Regions from separate parts of the Gossypium hirsutum genome. Here region 2 is linked to region 1. The links are chromatin contacts, called in public Hi-C maps. All regions are on one chromosome and are shown on one strand. The core of a region is the stretch at or near the end of the contact, and the rest is flanking DNA. Distances in the headings are between cores, read along the strand shown.

What was found. A called contact is a pair of places that touch in the nucleus more often than the background predicts.
Region 2: a Hi-C map of leaf shows a contact between it and region 1, with 1.8 times the contacts expected there. The contact joins the promoter of LOC107886430 here to the promoter of LOC107886437 in region 1. A contact is called at or near these places in 3 of 34 Hi-C or Micro-C datasets (all in leaf).

What each region holds. Positions count from the first base shown.
Region 1 is chrA03:90,531,255-90,536,462 of Gossypium_hirsutum_v2.1, forward strand. LOC107886437 (probable ribose-5-phosphate isomerase 2) reads right to left here and starts at 2,290. Exons shown (of 1, transcript XM_016810396.2): 1 at 929-2,290. The coding sequence starts at 1,974. The coding sequence ends at 1,192. LOC107886436 (protein PIN-LIKES 2) reads left to right here. Exons shown (of 2, transcript XM_016810394.2): 2 at 1-664. The coding sequence ends at 479.
Region 2 is chrA03:91,085,124-91,090,767 of Gossypium_hirsutum_v2.1, forward strand. LOC107886430 (F-box only protein 6) reads right to left here and starts at 4,293. Exons shown (of 2, transcript XM_016810387.2): 1 at 3,924-4,293; 2 at 382-1,776. The coding sequence starts at 4,066. The coding sequence ends at 519. It overlaps LOC107886431 (stress-associated endoplasmic reticulum protein 2), which reads left to right. Exons shown (of 4, transcript XM_041099285.1): 4 at 1-52.

The DNA.
Region 1 (5,208 bases), core at 1,040-3,539:
CATCTTTGCTAGCAATCATTGTTGGCACCGTGCCTCAATTAAAATCCTATGTCTTTGGATATGATGCTCCCCTGTCTTTCATAACAGACAGCTTGCAGATTGTAGCAGGTGCAATGGTTCCTTCTGTGATGCTCATTCTCGGGGGTATGCTAGCTGAGGGTCCAAATGATTCTAAGCTTGGACTCAGAACCACCATCGGCATAATTGTGGCAAGGCTGTTGGTGCTTCCTTTGCTAGGAATAGGGATTGTGACACTTGCTAGCAAGTTGGATCTTCTTGTAGCTGATGATGCAATGTACAGATTCGTGCTCTTGTTGCAATACACTACACCAAGTGCCATTTTATTGGGAGCCATCGCCAGTTTGAGGAGTTATGCAGTTAGAGAAGCTTCGGCACTTCTCTTCTGGCAGCATTTGTTTGCGCTGTTTTCATTGTCTCTTTATGTAGTGGTTTACTTTAAATTGCTGCCAGCTATGTAGCTTGATCGGCTACCATGAAAATCTTGTTGGTTAATATGTTAGTAGGAAACTGTTATCCAGAGTCAGTGCTGCTTGTCCCCGTTCCATTGAAAATGTAAGACGTTTGTCTGACTTGATTTTTTTGTTTAGTTTGTATGTTTTGGGACAGTAGTATTTGCCAATGAAGTTTGTGAAAACTTTAAAAAGTTTGCCCAACACAACTATGTTCACAGTTTATTTAGTTTAGCTCGAAATAAAGTCAAGCTATCAAATGAATTCAATTAGCTTGATCGAGCCTCTGAATTCAAAAACCCAATACTGAACTTCCATGGGATTTGCAATTTGATGATTCATCACAGAATTTTTTTTTTTAAAAAAGAAGAGTAATTGAATGCCATATTGAAGAAGATGATGAAAGACCTCTTTGCTTCAATGTCAATTTGACTATGGGTCAAAAATTCCAAATCAAATGCAATAATAAACCGATTTTGTGATTAAAATGATCATAGAACAGTTGACATTCATCATTCTCATAGTTCAGCTATTGCTTTCACAATCCTAACATCCCTAAATCTTCTCTTCCCTTAAATTTGTGTCCAAAACGAAAATAACAAAACTTGAGAAGACAAGACAACTCTTGTCATCAATCAATAAATGCCAAAAAAGGAAGAATCCATTCCCAGCTGCAATAGCAATTCCCTAATTATTAAAATAAAGTTAGTTTGAGTTTGTACTACTTATTCTTGATGGTGATTCCAAGCTCCCCTGCAACTATAACAGTAGTGGCCATAGCAAGAAACATGCCATGCTCAACCACACCAGCAATCCTCAAAATAGCATCGCTTGCCACCTGCAAATCCCCAATATCTTTCTTCAAATACAAATCCACAATGTAATTCCCATTATCCGTTACGAAAGGCTCCCCTTTACAATCATTCCTCAGCTTGGCAACGCAACCAGAATCTCGAAACAAGTTTTGGAGTTTTTTGGCAGTGAATTTCCAACAAAAAGGAACAACTTCGACGGGCATAGCCAAACCGCTGCCTCCCAAATACTTGACCAACTTGGATTCATCAACGATACATACAAATTTCTTGCAAGCTCCTTCCACCATTTTCTCTCTTAACAGAGACCCACCTCTGCCTTTCACCAGATTAAGATGCGGGTCCACTTCATCAGCACCGTCGATTGCCATATCAATGGTGGGGTGGCTGTCGAGATCCGAAAGTGGGATACCTAAAGAAATAGCTTGTTCTTGTGTTTTTTTGGAGGTGGGGATTCCTATGATGTTGGTGAGCTTGCCTTGACGAAGCAACTCGCCGATCCGGTCGACGGCGTGTTTGGCCGTGGAACCTGTGCCCAGACCCAGAACCATGCCTGATTCCACGAACTCAACGGCTTTGTAAGCGGCGATTTTTTTTAATTCGTCTTGGGTTAGGATAACCGGCGGAGACATAGGAGGAGACAAAGACAAAGCCTCCATGGAAGAAGCTTTTTCAGACCAAGCAACAGCCATTATTTGGGCGGGGTTAATCGGTAGCAAACAATAAAGAAGAATATATTAAAAATTTTGGCAAGTTAAAAACTAAATCAACCAAAAAAGTCAAAAGGGTATGAATAGTGAGAGAAAAAGCAAAGAAAAGAGTGGGAATTTTCTTTGCTTTGAAGAAGAAGGGCGGGGAGGCGAGCGAGGTATGAGGTATGAGGCATAAGGGATTGTTTGGGTGTAGTGTGAGTGGGCTGCCCTTCCTTTGCTTCTTATAAAACGGAGAATCCAAGGCCGACACAAAATAATAATACCAGAGAGATTCGGAAAATCGAATATTGGCTTTAGGTCAAACTTCATCCTAAGTTATTAAATTATACTTATTTTGGTTATTTAAATATTATAATTTTTTAATTAAATCATTGAATTATTAAATTCTCTTTTAAAAAATGTACTTTCATCGTAAAGCTTAAAGCAACCATTCTATGATTGGTGTCGTGAATTACTACTCATTAATAAGTAGAATAACATATTTTAGATTCAAAATAATTTAATGGTCAGTGTCGAAGATTTGAAGAAAAAAATTATTTTAATTTTGATTCATAAATTTGTAACATCTAAAATTATTTCATGAAAAAAATTTATAGCAGAGAAAAGGAAAGACAACTTTTGATTGGTGTATGTAATGTGAACAGAAAAAATTATATAACATTGATTTTAATAGTCCAGTGACTAGTAATTTTTTTAAGTTAAATTACCAAAACAAAAATTTACCTATAATTAAGTGACTAATAATTTAATTTACCCTATTTTTATTTAATTAGTATTATTATTCAAAAAATAAAATATATTTACACAATAACCAAAATAATAATTAAATTGTAAATATCTCAATTTTGAAGATTTAATTTTGATATTATGTTATACCTAAATTGGAGTTCCAAAAATAATTAAAGAAATAAGCAAAAGAAATAGACAAGTTGCAAGGAAACGCGTGGGGACTTAAATTACGAATCTCCGCATATTGGATGGATTTGTCGGTGTCTGAAGGAATTTGTGAAAGTGGTGTATTACTATTTTGCTTTTTATTTTCCGCAAACTCTCTTAATAAATAGAAAAGATGAGGAGGCAGGCGTGGCGTGGCGTGGCGTGGGGCATGCATTTCCAACTTTGAAATCTATGATTTGGTCCACCAAACATTTTAAAGGAACCGTGGGGAACTGTTGTTCCTTTTTGCATGATTCTTGCCGCGCTCCGTATCTACAGCAATTGATGATGTTCTTAAGCCAATCCCATTTGCCTAATCATATACTACAAATATTCATCCAAAACCTTTTACACTATTTTCCCAATAAAATAGAGTCAAATCCTACAACTATTTGATATAATCAAAAACAGTAAAATTTATGATCAAATTAATTTTTAAACACAATGTCTAGAATTACTTATAAATAGGATACGTTTCAATACACTCAAATTTACAGTGTCCATTCTTATCGAATTAAAACTTAATCAACTATTAAAAATTAATTTTAGTAAAACATTGACTGTTTTCTTGAGTTGCGTAATTCAATTACGCTTTCTTTATTTAAACCCCAACAAAATCACTAGTAATAATCCGAACAATGTTATGTCTTATATATGAAAGCTGTAGGAATATTGATCTATGTAGTGGATGACCGAATCAAGGAGCAGGATGTGTTGTAGTTGACTTTTGGAGAAATTAGTAGGCAACAGCTCCTTTGCAGTGCAAATAGCGTTTTTAGGGAAAATGTTCATTATTCTCCACCGCTACTGCCTTTTCTCTTCCTCTGTTCAAATCAAACTATTACTAATAGAATCTATTAATATTTTAAAATCTTTAATTGTTAATTTAATGCACTTTTAAATTTATTGAATATTCAAAAAAAAAAAAGAAAGTAAAAACATGATACAAACATTATGACAATATTATTTTTCTTTATCTTTTAATTCATAGAAAATTAAGAGTAATTTTTATTAAAATTTTATTTTGTTAAAGTCTATCTACCATACATACATTGGTTTTTTTTTTTACTTTAGTTAAATTATTTTATTTTGTTTTTATTTTTCTCAATTTTTTTTCATTATATGAATATTTTTAAGTCTATTAGTTTTTATAATATATACTAGGCTTAATTTCATAGATATATAATATATTATTAATCAATTAATTCAATTAATTACCTTATTTTAATTCGGTTAATTAAATTTTCACACCCTTGCTAAAAAAGAATCAAAATGTTCTAAAGTTGGCACAATTTTTTTTGTGGAAGTTATTTGATTTTATCGCAAGGAGATGAAAGCCTAGTTGAAGTAGCGAAACAAATAACAAGTTTATGTTTATGTTGCAAATATTAAGAGTTGGAGAAGAATAGTTGGGATGGAGTTGGGACGAACGTTGGATGGAGCAATGGGTTGAATCTGATCCTTCATGTTACGGAATTGGAATGTATAACAAAGAATTAGTTAAAGTGTGTTGAGGTGGTTAGAGTTGTTAATAGTTACTGCAACTGCTTCTGTTTACAACAAATGTCTACTGCATTAAATAGCAGACTAATGTCACTACTGTTTACAACAATCGATTGCTTTCGCTAATAAATAAATATAGAATTCGTATAGAAGTACTATTATTCTATTTGATATTAATTGTATAAGTAGAATTGATATATAACTTCTCTTATTCTATTTAAGATTAATTAGAATAAGGCTTTTAAACCTATAAATAGAAGTATCGAAATTTCTTTTATATTATTCGAATATATATATATATTTTTTTGTGATCGTTTTATATTATTATTCTCGACGTTGTGTTTTTACAGGAGTGCTACAAGGTCAAACTCTATATGAGAAGCTTTATAGGGTCAAACCTGCTGCTCACATTTTAGAATTTTTAGTTGTGCTTGATTTCCCTATCTAAGGCCGTATAATCAACACAAGCTACAGTTCAAGTCGACACGGTGTGTTTTTTCTTGGATATAGCTCCCATCATAAAGGCTATTAGTGTGTTGATGTCTTGATGACAATGGACATTTTTTGTGTCTCGACATATAGTCTTTAATGAAACTCGATATCCTTTTGCTTGCACTACTCAGTCAGGTTCTTCTTCGAGCTCAGCTTCACCTCAACAACATAGGCAGTCTCATCTGCCTATGGTGGTTTCTTCTAAACCTGGTTGTTGTCATCCATCTGCTTCTTGTGAGGTATCTGCGAATAGTCCGATGGTTCTAGAAAGGTTATCTACCT
Region 2 (5,644 bases), core at 3,043-5,542, 560 kb after region 1:
CTTTGTCTGCTACTTTTTTCATTTATGGAATGAGATGGACTAAATACTGATATATTAGTGGTTGAACCGAGTTATCCGAATAACTCGATATTTGAATGGTTATACCAACAGCTTCAGCAGATGATGCGTAAAGATTTTTATTTTTCGAGCTTTCTCACGTGCAAGCCCGCTAGATTTAGCTTCTATATGAACCTCATTCATCAAATTTAGCACTGAGTAGAGAATTTCCTGTTTAGTGTAATGAATCTTTTAAAAGAGGAAGCAACGCTCAATTTATCTGTGTAACTATGATCTCGATGCAACAAGACGGCAGTAGTTTCACACGCCTCATTAAGAACCAAGCGTGTTATTCACCCATAAGTCCAAACAAAAAGAAGAAAATAAAGGAAAAGCCATTCCAATTTCCATGCAACCAAAAAGAAAATACGGCCTTAGGTGGGACTTGTTAGCAGCAACCGAACATAGTCGGGAAACATTAAAATAGGAAATAGTTTCCTTGAAACATAAAGGGTTGGAAATCAAGCAGTAGCAGTCAAGCAGGGGTTAAAAGCAATGCAACATGCTACCCGCTGTTGCTTTCTACCCCGTGGTACAACACATCCAGGAACCTTAAGCCACTCCCTGCTCATCACATTGTATGTAACTAATCGGTTCATTTGTCTCGATCTCAGTTGCAACATGAGCAAACCTTTGTTGCTCGAGCAAGTCATTCGAACTTGCTTCCCGTAAAACTCTAAGCACCATACGTTTGGCATTCTGTCAACCTCCTTCCACAAGAGAGTCATCTTCTGCAGCTCCCATATACAGACACAAGTGGCAGCATTTTTGGTCAGCAATCCAACGAGCATGATCCTGCCCTTCCACTCTGCAAGCGAGTGGTCACTCAGATGTAATGGGGCTGGAATAATAAATTGTTTGCATACCCCGGTATCCATGTTGTAGGACACAATCCCTTCAGGGTCCGACCGCATGAAGCAAAGTGTGTTATCAACAGAAACAGCTTGAGACAGAAAGTTAAGTGATAGTGGCACCTTAATGTTTGAGGGCATGCGTCCTGGCCGACTCCATGAATTCTTCACTGAGTCATAAACTTCACACTCTCCGTCACGTCCCACCCACATGACCTTGTAGCCTCCAGTGGTTGAGTTTCCATTCAGAGTCATTCCTACAGTAATTCGCGACCACACTTTAACTGACCCAGTTGGCAACTCTTTAAATGACCGAGTCAAAGGGTTGCAGACATAGATTTTCCTATGACCAATATCAAGAAAGCAAACTAGACCACCTGCAGATGCAACTGGCAAAGCAATCATTTTTGTTGGCCTATATGCAGGATGGTGCCATTTCCTCATGGAAGGGTCATAATACATGGTTCCGGAGTTCACATTGTCATGAGTAAAAGCATAGAACCAGGTATTGCCTTGTGGGATTTCAGCACAACGCTGAGAGAAACTTTGCAACTCCAACAAGGAATTCCATTTACGGCAAACAGAGCGAAAGCGGAAGAATGAGGCTATGGGAAGTCTTGCAATGATGGCTTCAAGAAGGTCTTCAGGGAATTCTTTCCAAATATCTTGTTCCATAACCTCAGCCTCAGGTATAGCAGTACTTCCATGTAATTTCTCTTGGGTCCGTCCCTTTCGTGATTTCTTGCTTGGTGGAGGACCTGGAGGCTCAAAAGGTTCCAACATCTTACAACTTCCAGATTTCCCAGCAGCCATTACAAGACTGTAGTAATCGTCTGTAGAAGTATAATCTACATTGTGCAAACACCACCTGCACGGAAGCTAACATAAGTAATCCCGTTCCTACTGTCTATTTGAAATATGCTAAATAATTACCAGCTACAATAAATTTAAGATCATTAAGCTCAAACATGTTTAAAGCAATAGGAATTCCACCATTCATCCCATCACAAGTAATATGGTAAATATTTCGAGTTATAAGATCTGTTCAATTTGTGCAGGCCCGAAGAGAGAATTCAACAACTTTCCTCACCATCTTATTGATCAAAATCAATAGATGCAGCAATGTACTCAATTACCAATCTTCCCTCTTATATAAGTTTACACATCAAAAAATACCCATGCACCCCACAATGGGTACATTGATAAGAGAACCAAAGAATCCTAGAGAACTTGGGGTGAAAAATGAATACAAACTGATAGAAACTTCTCAGAACATCCTAATATAAAAGGTAGTAAAGAAGCCTTGTGTCTGTGAAGCAACATGTTCCACAGTTAACCTGTATAGCACAAGGGACAGAAGACTCCTCTCCAGTGGTGGAGTCGAGGGTCAAGCCAGCTAGAGAGGGAAGGAAAGGAGAGTGCCTCATTGCAAGAGACAAAAGCTAGAGATTATAACCAAATTTAGTAGGCGATTGTGCAAGTAACTAGCAATCCATTCGGACTTCAACATTCACATCACCTTTGAACTTCAATCATCAAACCTTATTCAAGTCAAGGCCTTATCTGCAGGCTTTTGCTGGTTGACATCTTTATGGCCATTTATCGATCAAAATAAGGCTAAGCCCAAGCAAAACTACCATGCCAAAGCTGTGCATGCTCTGGACATGACATAAATCATGTCTCCAAACAAGATAAATTCATCTCAACATCTTCATAAAAAATGTATATTACAATTTTCCTTATGGTTTTACCTAACATGTTCATTAGAAATGAAACTCAAAATGCACCTTGGCAAGATACATCTTGACCACCAAACCTTTTTCATTAGAAAAGAACCTCAAAATGAACTTTAGAATTGACACAAGATGCCCATATACATCGGTGCTTCAGGATTAACTTATAAAAGATGATATATGAACCTTGGAATCGTCTAACTTCACAAACCGCCTCCATCAATAATAACTGAACTACATGGAAAATAGACGCCTACATTCACTGTTAAAAGAAATTTTCCACTATGTGCTTGGTTACATTGCGAAGAATGGCTTTGCATAAGGCATGGGTATTGAAGGAATATTCAGAGAGAGAGACGACTACTGTGACATATGGACAAACCGAGCATTATGAACGAACCAAAGTAGCAGCCCACTCAACATTCATTAGTTAAACCCGAAGTTTTAAAGGAGACCTCGAAACAAATAAAGACCAACAACTATGTGTTACTTAAAACCCCCTGGCTCCGGATTAGTTGTATTACGAGTAGATTAGCTTTCTCTTTTTTCTTCATATGTAGTAAGGAAAAAGAAAATTTAAAAAGAGCTGATTAGTCTATGGCATATAATAAGCAAGAATCATTGGTTTAAGCGAGGTTTGAGATTCCATATACACAGTGAAACTATAATCACATGTTAACACAACCAAGAAGAAACATTCAAGTATCATTTTACCAAAAAACACAGCGGTCAACAAGTTCAAAGTTAACCATGACATAATGTAATCAGCCCCTAACAAAGAAGAGGGAACAAAAAAAACCTGAAAACTGCAAAAGGGGAAAAGAAAAAGCAAAGCAAAAAGTAGAAGAAAAAAAAAGAATCTACATGATTGGAATACAAGGAAAAAACTGAAAAATGGTATACACTAAAATTCATTCTTTTTGCAAAAAAAAAAAAAAAGAGTAAAAAATATGTAGAAACGAATACCCAGAAAAATTCTAATGGCATTAACATGCCGAAGCCCTTGAAAAAAAAAAGAAAATTTGACAGAAAAAAAAAGCAGTGGCATAAGAACCAAGTACTAAAAAATCTCAACAAGTAATGCAAGAAAGAAAATAACATTGGAAAAATTATAGGAATAAAAGATAACCTACGACTAAATCACATTGTTTTTATCAAAATAAAACAGAAGCAAAAAATGATGGAAGCAGAGAAGGGGGAAAAACATTTGAAAGGAAAGCGAGAATGCGAGGTAAGAGAGAAAGAAGGAATTGAAGAGATCTATCTAATTCTGAAGAAAGACCTGCGGTGGTGGTCGTCGGGGTGAAGATGCGGTTGAAGAAGGCGAAAATGAGACGGAGGAGGAGGCGGAGGAGGAGAGCCGTGAAGCTGCAAAAGATCTTGAATCTGACCGATTAGCTGCCCGAGCATGGCCAGCCCTTCCATGCCCACCAATAACCCCTTCACAACCACAACTAAAAATGAAATTTTCTTTTGTCCTTTCAATTCTTCTCTCAATGCCTTTTTGATGCCATTGAAAATGCTACTTTATTATCAAACTAGCTTTCATTCTGTTGTGAGTTAAGCGAGTCATCTAATACCCGCTTTGGCCCATTAACCCATAATTGCTTGCAATTATTCTCACCCGCACGCTTTTTTGTCATTGTAATCATCCCCCTTTTTTTTTCGTTTCTTTTCTTTTTTACTCTACCTTCTTTTCCACTTTAGGTTGTATTTTTAATTCAGAAAACAAAAAAGTTAAATTAGAAATAAAATTCATAATAGGAAATTTAAAATGGATTACAATAGTATTTAAGATTTTATAATTAATAAACTTATTTTGAATTCAACTAAAAACCACATCTATCCAACTTTACCTCACTCCTGCTTGCAATCATAACTAAGAATTTTATAATCATTATATATTTATACCAATTAAATAAAAGTACTTGTTATTTAATAAAAATTCTAGACTTGTAATTTAAGTTTTTATAAGTTATAATTATATTTATAAATGTTGGTCTTTTTTAGTACAAATAAATGTTGGTGCTTAATCATTCATGATATAAGTTTTTTTAATTTTATTTATAATAATTTAATTACTTTTCTCTCATCTAATTATACTCACGTAATTAGAAATATTTTTTTTCCATTCAATTATGAAAAGTTACAAAATAGTTATTAATTATTTGATTTTTTTTCTTACCAACACTTAAATGGCTCACAAAAATATCACATAGTAACTTTTAAAATTGGTATAATAGTAACTTTACCCCACAAAATTTATATATTAGATCAATTTAATATTTATTCTAAAAAAAATTAACCTTCAATATTTAGGCCAACTTAGACAAACATGCAATTTTTTTTAATTAGGCTTTTAAGCTATTTTTTTTAAATTTAGGGACATAGGTCATTTTTTGAAAGAGAAATGAAAAGCGCATCCAGTTGGGCATACTTTCCTTCAACGTTCATATAATCGTTGCCATTGCAATAGTAAAAAATTTTAAAAGGGTAATAGTCAAAAAAAAATTACATGAAAATACCTTCAAAATAATTTTTTTCACTCACATCCTATCCTCTCAATTCTTTCTAATCTCCTAACTCTCTCAATTTTCTTAAGTTTTTGTTCAAAAATTTCCGATATTCTTGTTTTAAAATATATATTTTTAATTATTTTGAATTTGATTTGTTCAAATTAAGTTTTCACGAATGACAACCTCTCTAATTCGTTTGGATGACAAGCACATTTTCACCGCTCAAGCAATAATGGTAAGACAAAATTTTAATTTTTTTTATTTTTGATTAAGTTAAATTTAAAACATTTTTCTATAAACTAAAATATTTTTTGTTTTTATAAATAGGCAGACAATCGTGTTTTGGAGGCGTTCGTACATAATTTGGCAAAGCCTCCAATCCCCGCCATTCGTGGTTGCTTACAAGAGGCGGGATTTTTGCATGTGTCTCGTATGCTCGGAGACATCAAACTTGATCCTAGACTCATCAGCGCATTGGTGGAAAGAT